Linked DNA regions of Mus musculus: regions 2, 3 and 4 are each linked to region 1. A link is a contact called in public promoter capture Hi-C data. All regions are on one chromosome and are shown on one strand. The core of a region is the stretch at or near the end of the contact, and the rest is flanking DNA. Distances in the headings are between cores, read along the strand shown. Region 1 holds the start of Knop1 (lysine rich nucleolar protein 1). Region 2 holds the start of 1700003G18Rik (RIKEN cDNA 1700003G18 gene). Region 3 holds the start of Nucb2 (nucleobindin 2). Region 4 holds the start of Igsf6 (immunoglobulin superfamily, member 6).

The links. Promoter capture Hi-C pulls out the DNA fragments that hold promoters and counts their contacts.
Region 2: a contact with region 1 is called in a promoter capture Hi-C map of pre-B cells, with 6 times the contacts expected there. The contact joins the promoter of 1700003G18Rik here to the promoter of Knop1 in region 1. A contact is called at or near these places in 2 of 39 promoter capture datasets (the 3T3-L1 cell line and pre-B cells) and 1 of 484 Hi-C or Micro-C datasets (CD4 T cells).
Region 3: a promoter capture Hi-C map of pre-B cells shows a contact between it and region 1, with 5 times the contacts expected there. The contact joins the promoter of Nucb2 here to the promoter of Knop1 in region 1. A contact is called at or near these places in 1 of 39 promoter capture datasets (pre-B cells) and 1 of 9 other capture datasets (adipose tissue).
Region 4: a contact with region 1 is called in a promoter capture Hi-C map of liver, with 2.7 times the contacts expected there. The contact joins the promoter of Igsf6 here to the promoter of Knop1 in region 1.

What each region holds. Positions count from the first base shown.
Region 1 is chr7:118,854,203-118,857,637 of GRCm38.p6, reverse strand. Knop1 (lysine rich nucleolar protein 1) reads left to right here and starts at 1,640. Exons shown (of 5, transcript NM_023197.3): 1 at 1,640-2,015. The coding sequence starts at 1,862. It overlaps Iqck (IQ motif containing K), which reads right to left and starts at 1,886. Exons shown (of 9, transcript NM_001374605.1): 1 at 1,677-1,886. The coding sequence starts at 1,863.
Region 2 is chr7:116,091,605-116,095,039 of GRCm38.p6, reverse strand. It overlaps 1700003G18Rik (RIKEN cDNA 1700003G18 gene), which reads left to right and starts at 1,891. Exons shown (of 4, transcript NR_029433.1): 1 at 1,891-1,978. 1110004F10Rik (RIKEN cDNA 1110004F10 gene) reads right to left here and starts at 1,660. Exons shown (of 5, transcript NM_019772.2): 1 at 1,515-1,660. The coding sequence starts at 1,577.
Region 3 is chr7:116,502,742-116,506,176 of GRCm38.p6, reverse strand. Nucb2 (nucleobindin 2) reads right to left here and starts at 1,808. Exons shown (of 14, transcript NM_001130479.2): 1 at 1,693-1,808.
Region 4 is chr7:121,072,639-121,076,073 of GRCm38.p6, reverse strand. It overlaps Igsf6 (immunoglobulin superfamily, member 6), which reads left to right and starts at 1,544. Exons shown (of 6, transcript NM_030691.1): 1 at 1,544-1,635. The coding sequence starts at 1,569. The region is part of intron 4 of Mettl9 (methyltransferase like 9); the gene reads right to left.

The sequences.
Region 1 (3,435 bases), core at 391-2,890:
TCAATTCCCTTGCTTTTCAGAGAGCACTAAAACCCTTTGTCCTTGCTTTTATCCAGGTATAACACACCCCACAGAAACTGATTCCACAAGAAAAGACAAAAAAAAGTATCAATATTTATGACCATGTATTGAGCCTTTCAAAGTCCAGAGCATCTTCTCATTATCTCACTTGGTTCCCACTACAGCCCTGTGAGGTAGGAATTATCCCCCTCAAAGAGCACCTTCCCCAGTACTACTTGTGATATTACCAATTTGACGGGGCAGCAACACTGCTGTGGGCTAGTGGTCCTGGACTGAATAAAAGGAAGGAAGTGAGTTGAGCCCCAGAATCCATCTCTGTTTCTTAGTTGTGGATGCAAACGGGACCGGCTGCCAGGAGCCCCCACTGGGATGATGTACCATATCCTCAAACTGTGAGCCCAAATAAGTCTCTGAGTTGCTTTTGTCAGATATTTTTCACAGCAATAAGAAAAGTATCAAACTATACAATAAACTGTACTATGAAGATCTATTGGCTTGGAAAAGTGAATCCTCTGGGTGAAAGACAGTAAGTATATAGACACCTGAATATTGCTGCAGATAGTTCCTCGGGTAAGGACCCTAAGGGTAGAACTTACAAGAACATCAGGGTGAAACCTTTTCTCTAAAGCAAAGGTTACAGGGAAGGAGTAATGCAAGCCCTGTGGTCTGGGAGGACTGACTGACTCTTCTCTTCTTCCTCTGAACTCACCACTTCTTCCAAGTCACCATTTTTCCCTCTATACACTGACAAATTCACTGTTTCCATTCACGAAACATTTACTGACCTGGAACTATTCCATAAATATTGCTATTTAAATTTATCAAAATTAAGTAAAATAAGAAATTTGGTTCTTCTAGTCTGCCAGTCCCAAATTACACCCCAAACCCATTTAACAGCACAGATTATTGAACGTTCTATTAGTGTTGTATTGGACAGCCAATGCCACAAGAATGAAAATCTTTCAGTAGCTGGAAGGCTGAGGCAGGAGGATACTCAGCTGGAAGCCAGTCTGTAGTCCAAAAAGGCGAGAGAAAAGGGAGAAGGGATAGACAGCGGACTTATTATGAATGAATCTGTGTCTCTTGCCTTTGAGATCTGGAGGCTTTGGAATGAAGGAAAACTAACACTCTTCCTGTAACCTAGGATCTGTGACTACGTGGTTCTACCTCCTAACACCACGACATAGGTACCATTGTTATGCCCGCTGTACGACTATTACAAGACCCCATGACCAAGGTTCGTGGGCTACAAAGGAACAAGTGATCTAGCCTGCTTGTGGGGCTTCAGAAAGGCTTTGGGGCAAGTGGAGATCAAAATCTATTTGTCCACACCAAAATACTTCCTGAGTATCACCGGAGCCTGTCTACAGAGTTCATTCATTCCCTGCTTCCTCGGGCGATCTGCGGGCGGTCCGGGTCTCTACCCTGAAGCTTCACACTACGCAACTCTCTGACCGGGTTTCCTTCTGCGAGCCTGTTGCCTGAGGTCGCACCGGAATCCAAGACATACGCCAACCTCTTTCTCCGCGTGTGGGCCTAAGGCTCGGCTCCTCCGCCCGCGCGCGTCACCCGCCTGGCGCACAGAGGCTTGGAACGCGCGTCCCGGCGGGTCCCGCCCGCGTCCCGCCCGGCCCGACCAGCGGCGGGGCGCCTACCCTCGCAGATCTGATCCCATAGGCTCTTCCCCGGCGGCTCGACGACCTGCGGGGGTGACACGAGCACTTCGGGAGACCCGGGCGACACTGCGGGCACCGGCGTGCGCGTAGTGATCGGCGAATCCGCGGAGCCGCTCGCCTCCTCACGCAGCACGCTGCGGCTGGATACAAGTCTCGGCGCCGCCATGGACGCGGTTTCTACAGCAACCCAGGGCACCGGGAGGCCGCGACCCGGAAGGAGAAGGATTTCGAGGGGGCGGGCCAGAAAGTCGAAGCTGACTTCCGGATCGCGGCTGCGCGGCTGCTCACGCGGGGACGCTTGGCCTGCTAGCGAACCAGGTGAGTGCGGGTGGTTTGTGCGGGGCCCCGAGGAAGGTGCTGCACGCTGGGGGAGAGGAAAACAAAGATAAGTCACCCCCAACTCGCCTGCAGCCCTCGGTTTCTCTCCAAGCCGTCCCGCCTTGGAGTAGGCATGGGGATGATCCTGGCTAGCAAGCAGCCTGCGGTTGGTGAGGGCAGCACACGCTCCTCTGGCTCGAGTCCGTGTTTTGCACCTTGTTGACTTTGAGACCTAGTGAGTTACAGTCTCCGAGGCCTGTGAGGCTTATTGGTCACACTAACCCTATCCACTGCTGCCGCGGGAATTTAAGAGTGCCTTCACACTGGGCATAGTGGCCCACGTCTATAACCCCGGCACGCGGGATGCAGATCAGCCCTAGCGACGTAGTCAAACTTTGTCTCAAAAACAAGGCGCTTTTGAAGAAAGCTTGTGTTTGCAGGTGATGCAGTGTAGGTTCGGTTCCACTTCTCGCGAGTGAAGTACAGTTAAAGGGATGGAAAAGAGTATGTTGCTGTTGGCTGAGTGGCAAAACAAAGAAGTGGGTTAAGCTGACGCCTGGGACCTTTTTGTCCGGGTTATTTTTCGTGATCACTGGCCCTAATCCTGTAGAATCATCATGGTCTTACTTGATACTGGCCTGTCGGGACTTGTATCTTTCTCTCCTTTGTGAGTCCCCTTCCTATGTCCTCTAAAAGTCAGTATGTCTTGAGGCCCAGTTATGTTTTCTTGTTAATTATCATCCCTGAAGTCCTGTTTATGTCGTCTCTGTTGGCGAGAGTGACTTCCTTGCCTCAGCCCTACAGTACACATGCTGAGTGAGTTATATCAAGGCAGCTGTTTCATCCAGCTGCCCAGTCACCCTCCACTTCTGCCTCAAGGGTTGACTCTACCATCCTATTGGTCAAACTGGAAAACCATGTTCAATATTATGGAGTTGAGAAAAATGCCACCATAATATTGGTGTATAAGATTATACATGTCTGTGGGGGCATCTTCTTTCTTTCTTTCTTTCTTTCTTTTTTTTTTTTTTTTGGTTTATCTGTATAGCTCTGGCTGTCCTGGAACTCACTTTGTAGACCAGGCTGGCCTTGAACTCAGAAATCTGCCTGCCTCTGGCTCCGGAGTGCTGGGATTAAAGGTGTGCGCCTAAAGCAAGGTGAGAGTGGACTTGATATGGCTCAAGTCTGGCCTAGATCTTTGAAGCTGCCCAGAGCAAGCTGAATCCTTTGTGGAGCATGTTAGCGCCGAAGCCAAGGAGAGGTGCAGGATAGAGAAGCTCCTGGACCCTTAATTTCCACCTCTTTCCTTAGAAGCCTCCCATGTTTTGTCTCTAGTCCACAGAGTAGCAAGAAGCATACTGGTGATCATAGTGAAAGCCATGTATTGAATCCCCGGCCACTTGTCGTAAGTGCTTCTGTT
Region 2 (3,435 bases), core at 642-3,141, 2.8 Mb after region 1:
CAGTTAGCAGAAAAAATAATAACCATATATAATGGAAACTGAGTTAAGAAAACCACTGTTAAGGGACACATTACTGTATATAGCATAACAACAACAACACAGTCGTCTTTATGATAGTATAGGTAAAGTCACAGGTCCCAATCTTGAAAATGCAATTATAATCACCTATAAATCAACTATCAAGACAACAGTTATAGGATTTGAAATATATCAAAGTTCACCTGGCTAAAAAGTTGTTTTATTTCTGAGTCTATCAAAGCAAGAATGTGTGACATTCTCGGAATCAACTCACAGTTGATATTGGGAGGAAAACAATGTAACAGCTCTTTTACATCTACAATCTAGATCACTAAAAAAACCTAGACAAATTCCTAACAATGCAGAATGGCGGTATTAACAATGGAAGATCTAAATTCCAGTCGCAGGGAAGACAAGGGACATGAATTAATCTCACAGACAACCAGTCATCCCTCCACTCTTTTTTAATTGATTACTAATCTTCCTCACAAGGCTAAAATTTATTCTATTATTACAATTCTGGTCCACACCCCATCTTCCAACCAAAGGAGTGTGGTTCTTAGTATTCTCTCATTAACTACAAAATAATTCAGGGAACCTTTTATGGCTCACAAAGGACTTATGAAAGATGTCAAACTGCACTAAAAGTTACAATTCTGAAGCTGACAGTGTATGAATAAGCGAGACCAGCTTTCATCTGTCTCAAAGATGACTTCCTCATGTCCCCTTCCCACCAACTTCCCCATCAATGTTTCCAAGGGATTTCATTATAGAAGAACCTAATTTTACAAGTTACCTGCAGTTTCTAAACACTATGCTAGAGCTAAGACAAATATAAGCATCCTCTTTATTAATCTTCAATTCCAGTATCTGGCATTGTAGTCAGTACTGAACAGGTTAATAAGGGACAGTTTATTATTTAAACTGATGAGCTGAAGGCATGAGAGGGCAGGAAAAAGGTATCTGACATCAAAATGCGCTTCTGGGTCTCACTCCCTCTGACCTCGCCATTATTCCATCCCCAAACTGTCTACCACAATCTTCGGCTTAATATTGGTCTCTGTTTATTAAGAATGGTGTAGTTAGGGCAGCAATTACCAGTACACTGCAAAAAAGGATTCGGGCTGGAAAATTTGTCCAAATGTGACTGAACATTTCGCGATTGCCAGAGGAGCGTTTTAGACCAATGTCAGGACTATGACATATCTATCCTGAAATGACTAAGAAATGAGCTTCACCGGTTTCCCAAAACGCAAAGACATCTCGATTAAGCTCTTTTTCCTTTTCGACCCTTCTCAGGATTTCCTTCCTCAACCCCCGTTCCTACGCAGGTCTCTGTATCTCAGCTCAGGGCCTCTTCAATCCTTCAGATTCTAGTAGGAAAAGGAAGACATCCCTCGTTGCGCCCCCTTCCTTCGGGCGCTTCTTCCTCCATCCACCCTTCCCGGCCTACCCCAGCCTTCACTAGGCCTCAACCCTCATCCATTGTTATTTACATCGTCGTCGGGGGAGGCTGAACGTTTCACCCCGTGCGGGTGAGACTCCCGGGCAGCACTCATCGTAGCTGGGATCCTGACGGGGATATGCCAAACACACTCGCAGTTCTCCTCAAACGCGACACCAGCAGCCCTCACCCAGCCGCCGGACCAAGCAGCGCCACTCCAGAACGCAGAGCCCCCTCCGGCCCTTCACCGCTACAGTCGTCACTGCTGCGGCCGCTCGTCACCCTGGAGCACACCGGGAGTTGTAGTTTTTTTGGACTCACTCTTTACTGGCCTGACTAAGCCGTCTTCAGTGACTTAAACTACATTTCCCAGGAGGCCGAGCGAAGCATCTCGCGCGGCGTGGCGGGAGAGCCCTCGGAGGCTACGCTTTCTTCGGCGTGTAGAGGGAGCTTTCCCGTGGATGGGTATGGTGGTGATCGTTGGCGGAGAGCTTCGTTGCCACAGACAGACCTAGAGTGGGTTTTCGCCTTTTTGTGTGTGTGAGGTTCTGCCCTGTTAGTAAACACATTCATCATAGTTAAACACATAGACTTAAGTGTAATGTTTGAGGCTTTTTGAATACAAGTTCTCGGCCCAAGACAAAAACCTAAAACATGGCTTCTTCCCCCAGCCTAATGTGTGGTCTCTACTGCTCACACGGGATATTCTAACGTCTTCATTCTCTTCCTTTCCTTCCTTCCTTTCTTTTCTTACTGAATAGAGTTCAGTGTGAAGCTGAAGGCTTGTTAATTGGCTGTTTTGTTTTTCGTTTTTTTTCTAAACAGCTCCACCCCTCAGGAATTGTGGACCGTTTTCCACTGGGCTTAGTGTATTCTAGATAAGAGTGACCCAACTCTCTGATCCCTTTTTAAGGTAGATATTATTTGAAACTTCATCGACTGAAGTCTGTCTGCCAAAAAAAAATCCTGTATCTTTATTATTTTTCTTGGGGTGGGGGTGGGGGGTAAGTTTCCTATATAATAAACCCCTTTAAAGTTACAATACAGTAGCAGTCTCAACCTGTTTCAACTGTCTCCTCAGTCTAGTTGCAAGAGACCACCCCCACCCCGCCCCCTTAGGATGGATACATTCGCTGCCCTTCCCATTTGCAATCTTGTTTCTAGTTCCCTTTTCCTCATTTCCCTGCTCCCTTTCCAGCCCCAACTAAGCTTCCTGCAAGATCTTGTAGTCCAGTGTTCAGATACTGAAGATAAACTTCTGTATGTTATAGCTGAATTTGCATCCACAGGTGAACCTGACATACTGTCAGGATGACTTTCTTGCCCTTACTCATTCTGAAGACTTCCAGCCTTGATTTTTAAAAAGATTTTTTTTTCAAGTATAAACAAATAGTATGACAACAGTACATGGCTAGTCTTAAGTCCCCATACCGAGTGGTCTATGAGACACCTGTCAGTGTCTGTGCTCAGCAGTTACTCTAGTTGAACTACATTTCAGATGACGATGAACCACTGATAGAACTGTGCCCAAAGTGAAACCTGACTATGCCTGTGAACCTAGTGTCTGGGAGGTGGTGAAGGAAGATAAGAAATTCAAGATCATCCTCTTCTAAGTAATGTGTGGTTTGTCAGCCGAGTCTATAGTAAGACCTCCTCTCAAAATAAAAATAAAAAATAAAAATAAAATAAAAACAGTACCCCACCCCCCGCCCCTATCCCAAACATCAGGACTTAGAGCTATGCACACAGGGAAGACAGTTTCTTAATTTATGCAGTCATAGATCCAATTCCTTTATTTTTGAAGCAGAGACTAGCTTTTAAATAAATTATATAAAAATACGGTTAGAGCTATATTTAATAAGCCTAACCAAAACAAACTAATCTCTTATTTCTGTGTTAAACCACAATAAAGGAAAAAAAAAAACCCATGAAGAAAATATTTTTAGAAGTGGTTTTTTAGTCACTAAAATTAA
Region 3 (3,435 bases), core at 559-3,058, 2.4 Mb after region 1:
GGGCCTCTAGCCTATACACACACACACACACACACACACACACACACACACACACAGTATGAAATGAACAGTAAGTACCTTAGGGAACAGAGGAGAGTAAATGCGACAGGGGCTCCACCACAGAGCAGTGGGTAAATGAAAATAGCCTAAGAACAGCATCTGTAAACCCACAAGGAGGCAGAGAGGAATTGTTACAATGTATTTATGGATGTTTTAAAGGACACCTTGCAGAAGCTGGTGCCCCCTTCTACCCTATGGGTCACTGGGACCAAACTCAGAGGGAGATCAGGCTTGGCTGCGGGCGCCTTTATCCACCGAGTCATCTAGATGGCTCTTGGAAATGAATTTTTGACCCACATCAGACAAACCTAATGATGGAGAGTCCTGTGCTCACCTAATAACTAGAGTGATACTATCTGAGATTTCATTTGTAATCCTAAATTTCCATTATTTTAATGTGCAACCCTGTTAATTGTGTTAACCAAGGAACATGTGTTGGAACATGGACCATTATTTGTTGAATTTGAGTTTTATAGAACCATAACACAGCTTATGTGAGGGAAAACTCCTGATACAATTTCTAAGATAAAATAATCTGAGCATTACTCAAGTCCAGTTTCTTAACAAAACCAGCCAGGGAAGACCTTAAGAAGCAATTTAAATAGCCAAAGGCTCCCTGGTCCAAATGCCTGGTAGAATACTATCACCTCTTGACAATTCTTTGGGACAATCATCTCAACATTTTAAGCTTTCCTGTAGGGAAATCCCAAAATTAACTGTAACTCACTATAACAAATATTTTCATTTAAGCCCCGTATCCTCCTGCCTCAGGCTCCCCTAACAGCTGATATTGTGTGAGTCACCACTTTCCTGCCTTTTGTCAAAATCAGGATGATTGGGGAGGGGGATAAAATGTATATTATTTATCCACAGTTTCTTAAATAAGAAACTTAGATGATAGCACTCGGCATTCAATTGTGTAAAAGGTACATTAACCCGTGTAAAAGGTATAAATTATCAGAACAAGGGTTCCTGTTCATTTTCATTCTCTTCCCCTCCACCCCTTTCTGATTTTGCAAAATAACTGTCTGGTAAGACTGCTGTCTGTATCAACCACAATAACCACACCAGCCCACGGAGGTAACATTCAGCAGGTGCAACAAGAAAGTAACATCTTTCTCTTCCCCCTAAATCAAAATGTATCCTCTTTCACCTAATTTGTCACTTTGGGGCAAACGATACTACAGCTGGCAGGAACTTTCTCCTTAGTGGCAGATGCTGGTTTCACATACCCCGGGGAAGAGCTGTGTTCCTGGGCCTAGCTTTGCTCCACAACTGGAGGGGGGCGGGGGGGCGCGGAGCATCAGCCGGGAATCGATAGGTCCAGAGACCTCACCAGTGGGCGAGCCCCTCGCCCACGTACCCCGCCCCAGTCTGGGTCCAGCACCTACTCTGCCTGCTCGTGCTACCCACCCGGAAGAAAAGCTCAAGCGCTCTGTAGCTAGAAGAGTGGTGGAGTGGACCCGACGCCTCCGGCTTCAGCTGGGAGACCCTCCCCAACCTTGCCCGCCCAGAACTCGGCCCTCCATGCCCACAACCATGGGCAGGGCAAGAACAGACCTGCGCCCTCTCTTCTGTGACCCGTCCAGCCTCCTCGAGGCTGGGATCTACACCCTGCTCCGCGCCACTGACCTTCTCTGCAGGGTCCCGGCGCGCGAGGCTAAGCCGACTGATGCCCGCCGCGAGCACACCAGTTTTCCCTGCCCACGGCCCTCCGCCTTGCTCTGATCCACAGCCTAATGCGTGCCCGCCTCCTGGTTGCCATGGTGACTGCCTCCTCCCCCCACAGCCGCTAATTGGTCCAGCTCCGGATCGCGGAGGACTCCTATTGGTGAACTGGTCCAGGGACGCGCCTACGCGAAGGCGCTTCTGGAAGAACTAGCCAAGAGGGACGTGGCGCTCTCCGAAGCGTGAGGAAGCCGCGCCTCTTCCTTCCCTTGCTGTCTTAGACTAGCTCTTAGTGCATGGCTTAGTAGGGTGAAGTGATGCCCGGGGATCCCCCACAAAATCTTAGGGTTTGCCAGGTTCTTGGTCTCTGGCATGAGCCTGCAGCGCCCACAGTGGTGGAGAAAAAAGTGGTAGCCCTCTTGTGAGTCTTGGAGAGCCTCTTTCCTGCAGGGACTCAGACTGGTATTTAACGTACCCCCACCCTCCTTATCGTGGTCCCTGAGTCCCTGTGACTTAATAGCATTTACCTCTCAGATACAGATTTTTCTTCTCTCTGCCCCGTGGAGTCAAGACATCTTCAACACATTTAACATTAACAACATTTTAACCGTGGGGCATTTTGTACGTGCTTGGAGGGTAGAAAAGCTTTAGAGCCTTGGAGCTGGTTTTGAAGCGTGAGTGCCAGTTACTCGCACCTGACTGATTTTTAGGGTGTTTTGTTTTGTTTTGTTTTGTTTTGTTTTGTTTTTCAACCCAAAGAAAAAGGTCCTAGGTTGTGTACTGACTGGCTGGTCTCCTTGCTGCAACGAAAAATACTAAGAAAAGCAGTTAAAGAAGGAAGAGGGGTTTGGTTTGGTTTGGTTTGGTTTGGTTTGGTTTGGTTTGGTTTGGTTTGGTTTTGGGGTTTTGCTTGTTTGTTTTGCTCACAGTTTAAGGGTGTGCTTCAGTACAGCAGTAGAAGAAGCTTGAGGCAGCTGGCACAAGGTATCAGGAAGCAGAGAGAGACACACGAATGCTGGCACTTAGCACTCTCGCTCGCTCGCTCTCTGTCTCATTCTCTCTATCTCTAGTTGGTTGAATCTACAAACGAAGAACCCACAGATCCAGGGGAGGGTAGACTGCAATGGAAACCACTGTTAGCAAGACACAACGTGGGTTAATGGCTGTGTGCACCATTAGAGATCAGACTTCTCTCTTGCAACACTCAACTTTTCTAACCCATCCTAAAGAAGGTATCAGAGCACTATGCTTCCATTTCCTTGTGTATAAAATGGGGTCAGTAACAGCCACACACACACACACACACACACACACACACACACACACACACTTACAGTCTATAAAAAAGAGTCAGTCACATTGTACTAACTCGGCCATTCTTGGGATGGTGACTAAACCAAAACCTCAGCCTCTAGATTTTAACTCTTATCCACACCTCTCGTCCACTTACTTTGAATAATATCCCAAAGCTAAGCTCCTTTTGTGTTTTAGAATGTTGTCCATTTTTTGTTTTGTGGCTCTGCTTCCACTGAGGGATTGAGAGCAGAGACATATGTTTAAAAAAAAATGAACAAGTTGAATGTAATGACACTTGAAGAGGATAAAAGATTATGTTATAGGCACACTAAATTTCAACTTGAGAGATATTACCTACATCCTAAGAATCGTTAGTAATCCTGTAATATTTGAGTTGATATTCCACCCCAG
Region 4 (3,435 bases), core at 295-2,794, 2.2 Mb before region 1:
GAAGTACAGGGAGAGCTAGTGTTCCAGGCACTGATGCCCTGGGTGCACCATCTCTAAACAGCTCCACTCTCTTCAAAGCAAGTGGACAGAGCCTAGAAGGAGTGAGAGAACTTACCCAAAGTGATGCTCTCAGGCCGCCTGCATCCAGTGCTGTTCCCAGGCTGCCTTCATCCAGAGCCTACACTGACTGAGCTGCCTGTGTGGCTCAGAAACTAGTCAGTGAATACTGAATATGGGGTTCACTTGTATTTGAAAGGAGATTTGGACATACGAGATCACGTACACTTACTCAACTTCCTGTCTAGAAGTTGCCTGGCTTAAAATTAAAATAGGCTCATGAGAAATTTCTATCCACAGAAACACAAGTGCTTTTCAGGAGAAGCTGACCCATTTCCTAAGTCATCTGTCAATCCCTTCCAAGCCTATGGGCAGTAGGAGCCTGGGCTGTGGGAAGCAGGCCAGGTCTGTTCCCTGCAAGCCACACTCTGACTACAAACAGACAATGCCAAAAGTGCACTTAGGTGTGCTCTTAGAGGCTGTGGTGACATGCCACTAAATTCATAGTGAGGCTTCTGATGCAGCGTGTGATAGAGCACGGGGAAAGGGAAGAGTACACACGTTTCAGTGGCCAGCACTGCATTCTCTCCCTGTCAGGGGAGTTCGTTCTTGGAGGGCGGGGAAGCTGCTTTTCTGGGCTTCCTTGAAGCAGGGTACCGGTGCCACACCTTAGCCTGTTGCCAAGACTGGAATGAGCTGGTGACCCAGAATAAAACAAGGCTTTTTGCCAAGTGCAAGCACTAATATCAAGTGGCTAGGGAGGTGGGCTGATGAGTGGGTGCTAATGACAGAATTTGCAGCACGTAGTACCCATCATCAGACCAGTTTCCCAGTGTGACTCAAGCTCCTCTTGACCTGGAGTTCACATGGTTCTCCAGGCCTTCTGAGACTCCAGGAGCCACTTCAAGTCCTGTTAACAAGTCTCTTTTTGCTGATCAGCTGAGTTCCTGATACTTACAAAGAACCACTTGACTAGTAAAGGCTGGGGGAGAGGGGGTGCTGTGTGTGACTCAGACCCAAAGCAAGCACCAAGGGACATAGCCATTTTGCTTATCAACACCAAGAAATCTTTCAATGCAAGCCAGGCGCACAAGCTTAACAGCAGCTGTGTACCTTTTTACCATGCCGGATGCTCTGGTCACTCCCTGGGTTTTTCTCCCAGGACTACAGGAAACATGGCCTCTGCTGCTGCTGCTCACGTCTAACAGTTTCTGGCCCTGAGAGGCCCTCTGCAGTGGAGCACATCAGTAAGAGCACTCTAAAATGCCAGGCTCTGCTTGAGGAGTACTGACCTCCTGCAAGCTCCACAAAGAATATCAAATGCCCATGGCAGTTTCTAACATACACGCACGCTTAGACTGAAATCTCAACTCTAAATGGTGAAACTTATTACAAACCATTCTTACACAATTTCTAAAAGTTCCTGCTTGTGCTTCCTTAATATGAGTTCCTCTCTTTACTTCTTCCTTTCTGAAAGGAGAAAAGTGGAGAAGGCGGCACATGCAGCAGAGATGGGCCCCGTGAGTGCACGCAGGAGCCGCCTCCGGCCAGAGATCAGCCTGATCCTTTTCCAAGTCGGTAAGAAGGTCAAGCTTTCCTTTTCTCCAGCTCATTAAGTGACCGCTGCTTCTCGCCTTATCTGTGTACTTAAGCTCTTAGCACATAATTTAAGAAGGCAGCACTACAGTAAGTCGGGGGCTGGAGGAGGTCACTTCTCCCACAGAATTAGGTACTAAAGCATAGCTGAAGAAAGGTTTCCTACCGGCCCTTGGTTGTTGATGCTGCTTTGAGCACATCTCACCAGAGAGAATCTGTGACCACTTGTGCTAGTCACTCAGTCAATTCCCACACAGGCAAGCTCTGGACTAATGTACACTGTACAATATTAGCTTAATACTTTCATAGCACAATGTTTCTAAAGGCTGAAAAGAACTTGGATTTAAAGCTGTAACTTGACCTAGAGAAAAGTCACCTGATAAAATAACTAATCTTTAAATTCTATCTCTACCTGTTCTAGCACTATAAAAGTTATTTATTTCATCATAGTTTAAATAATCTAAGATTTGTCCACTAAATCTGGATTGCAGGGCAACAAATGGAGCCAATGTTCTTGTAATTAATTTTTTTCTCATCTGTAAATACATGGTAGAGTAGCCTAATGGTGGAGGACTTGCCAAGCATATGTAAGGGTCTGGGTTCACTCTCCAGCACACACAAGAAAAGGAAAGGAGAAATGCAGAGGGAGGGGAGATGGGGCACGGGGAGGAGGAGTGAGTGAATTATTCCTAAATGTTAACAGTGGCTCTTCTGGCTGAGGAACCACGGTGATGTCTTATACTGCTCTATTGTCTGCCATGACTATACACTACTTTTGTACAGAGCTTTGTTGGAGTTAGAGAAAAGCTTTATCTTCCCATCTGTATTGTGAAATGTCTGCAGATATAATAACAAAAGGAGGGGATGAGATAGTGAGGAGACCTGAAACAAGCCCCAGTTAATGAACGCTAGGCAAGGCTGGGTCTGTGTGCTACTTTTGTACGTTTGACATTTTCTATAATAATAAATGTTGGGCAGGGCAGTGGTGGCACAAACCCAGCACCTGGGAGGCAGAGGCAAGCGGATTCTAAGTTCAAAGCTAGCCTGGTCTACAGAGCAAGTTCCAGGACAGTCAGGGCTACATAGAGTAACCCTGTCTCAAAAATATCATGATAATAATAATAGTAATTGTTAGCTTCTGATGCTAATAGTAATAACAGGTGTTGGAGCTGGGGAGATATCTCAGTACAGTGCTTGCTGTACAAGCTGAGGGTTACTAGAACAATATAAAAGAGTCAGGCCTGGTGGCACACACTCACCAGCTCAGTGATGGGGAGGCAGAGCTGGGCTCCCTCACTAGCCCGGCCTACCCAACACTGAGACCCTCTGAGGGAAAACAAAAGTAAATAATTCCAAAGAACACAACTGAGGCTGTCTTCTGGCTTCCACACACATCTCTACACTCATGCCCGCACACCCACAGACATAAGTATACACACCTGAACAGGCTGACATACGTAAGCACACACAAAATAAGCTCAAGGTATCCAAAATAACGTCTCTACTCATTTTCTAACAGTTTGCCAAAAGGAATAGGGTGATTTTATTTCCTCCACTGAGCTAAATTTCAACATTTTCAGTGGAAACTGATTTAAAACATACAAAAAAACCTACTGAACCTAGAAATTCCTACAAGAAAAACTTCACAGGAGAGGACTTTAGTGAGATACTATCCAGACTTCTCTTTTTGACTAATGTTGCTCAACTGCAGGGGGAAGGGACACCGTTGTTCCCTCCCCTGGCCTGTTCAGTTTCCCCAACGAAGACTTAGAGAGGAAATTC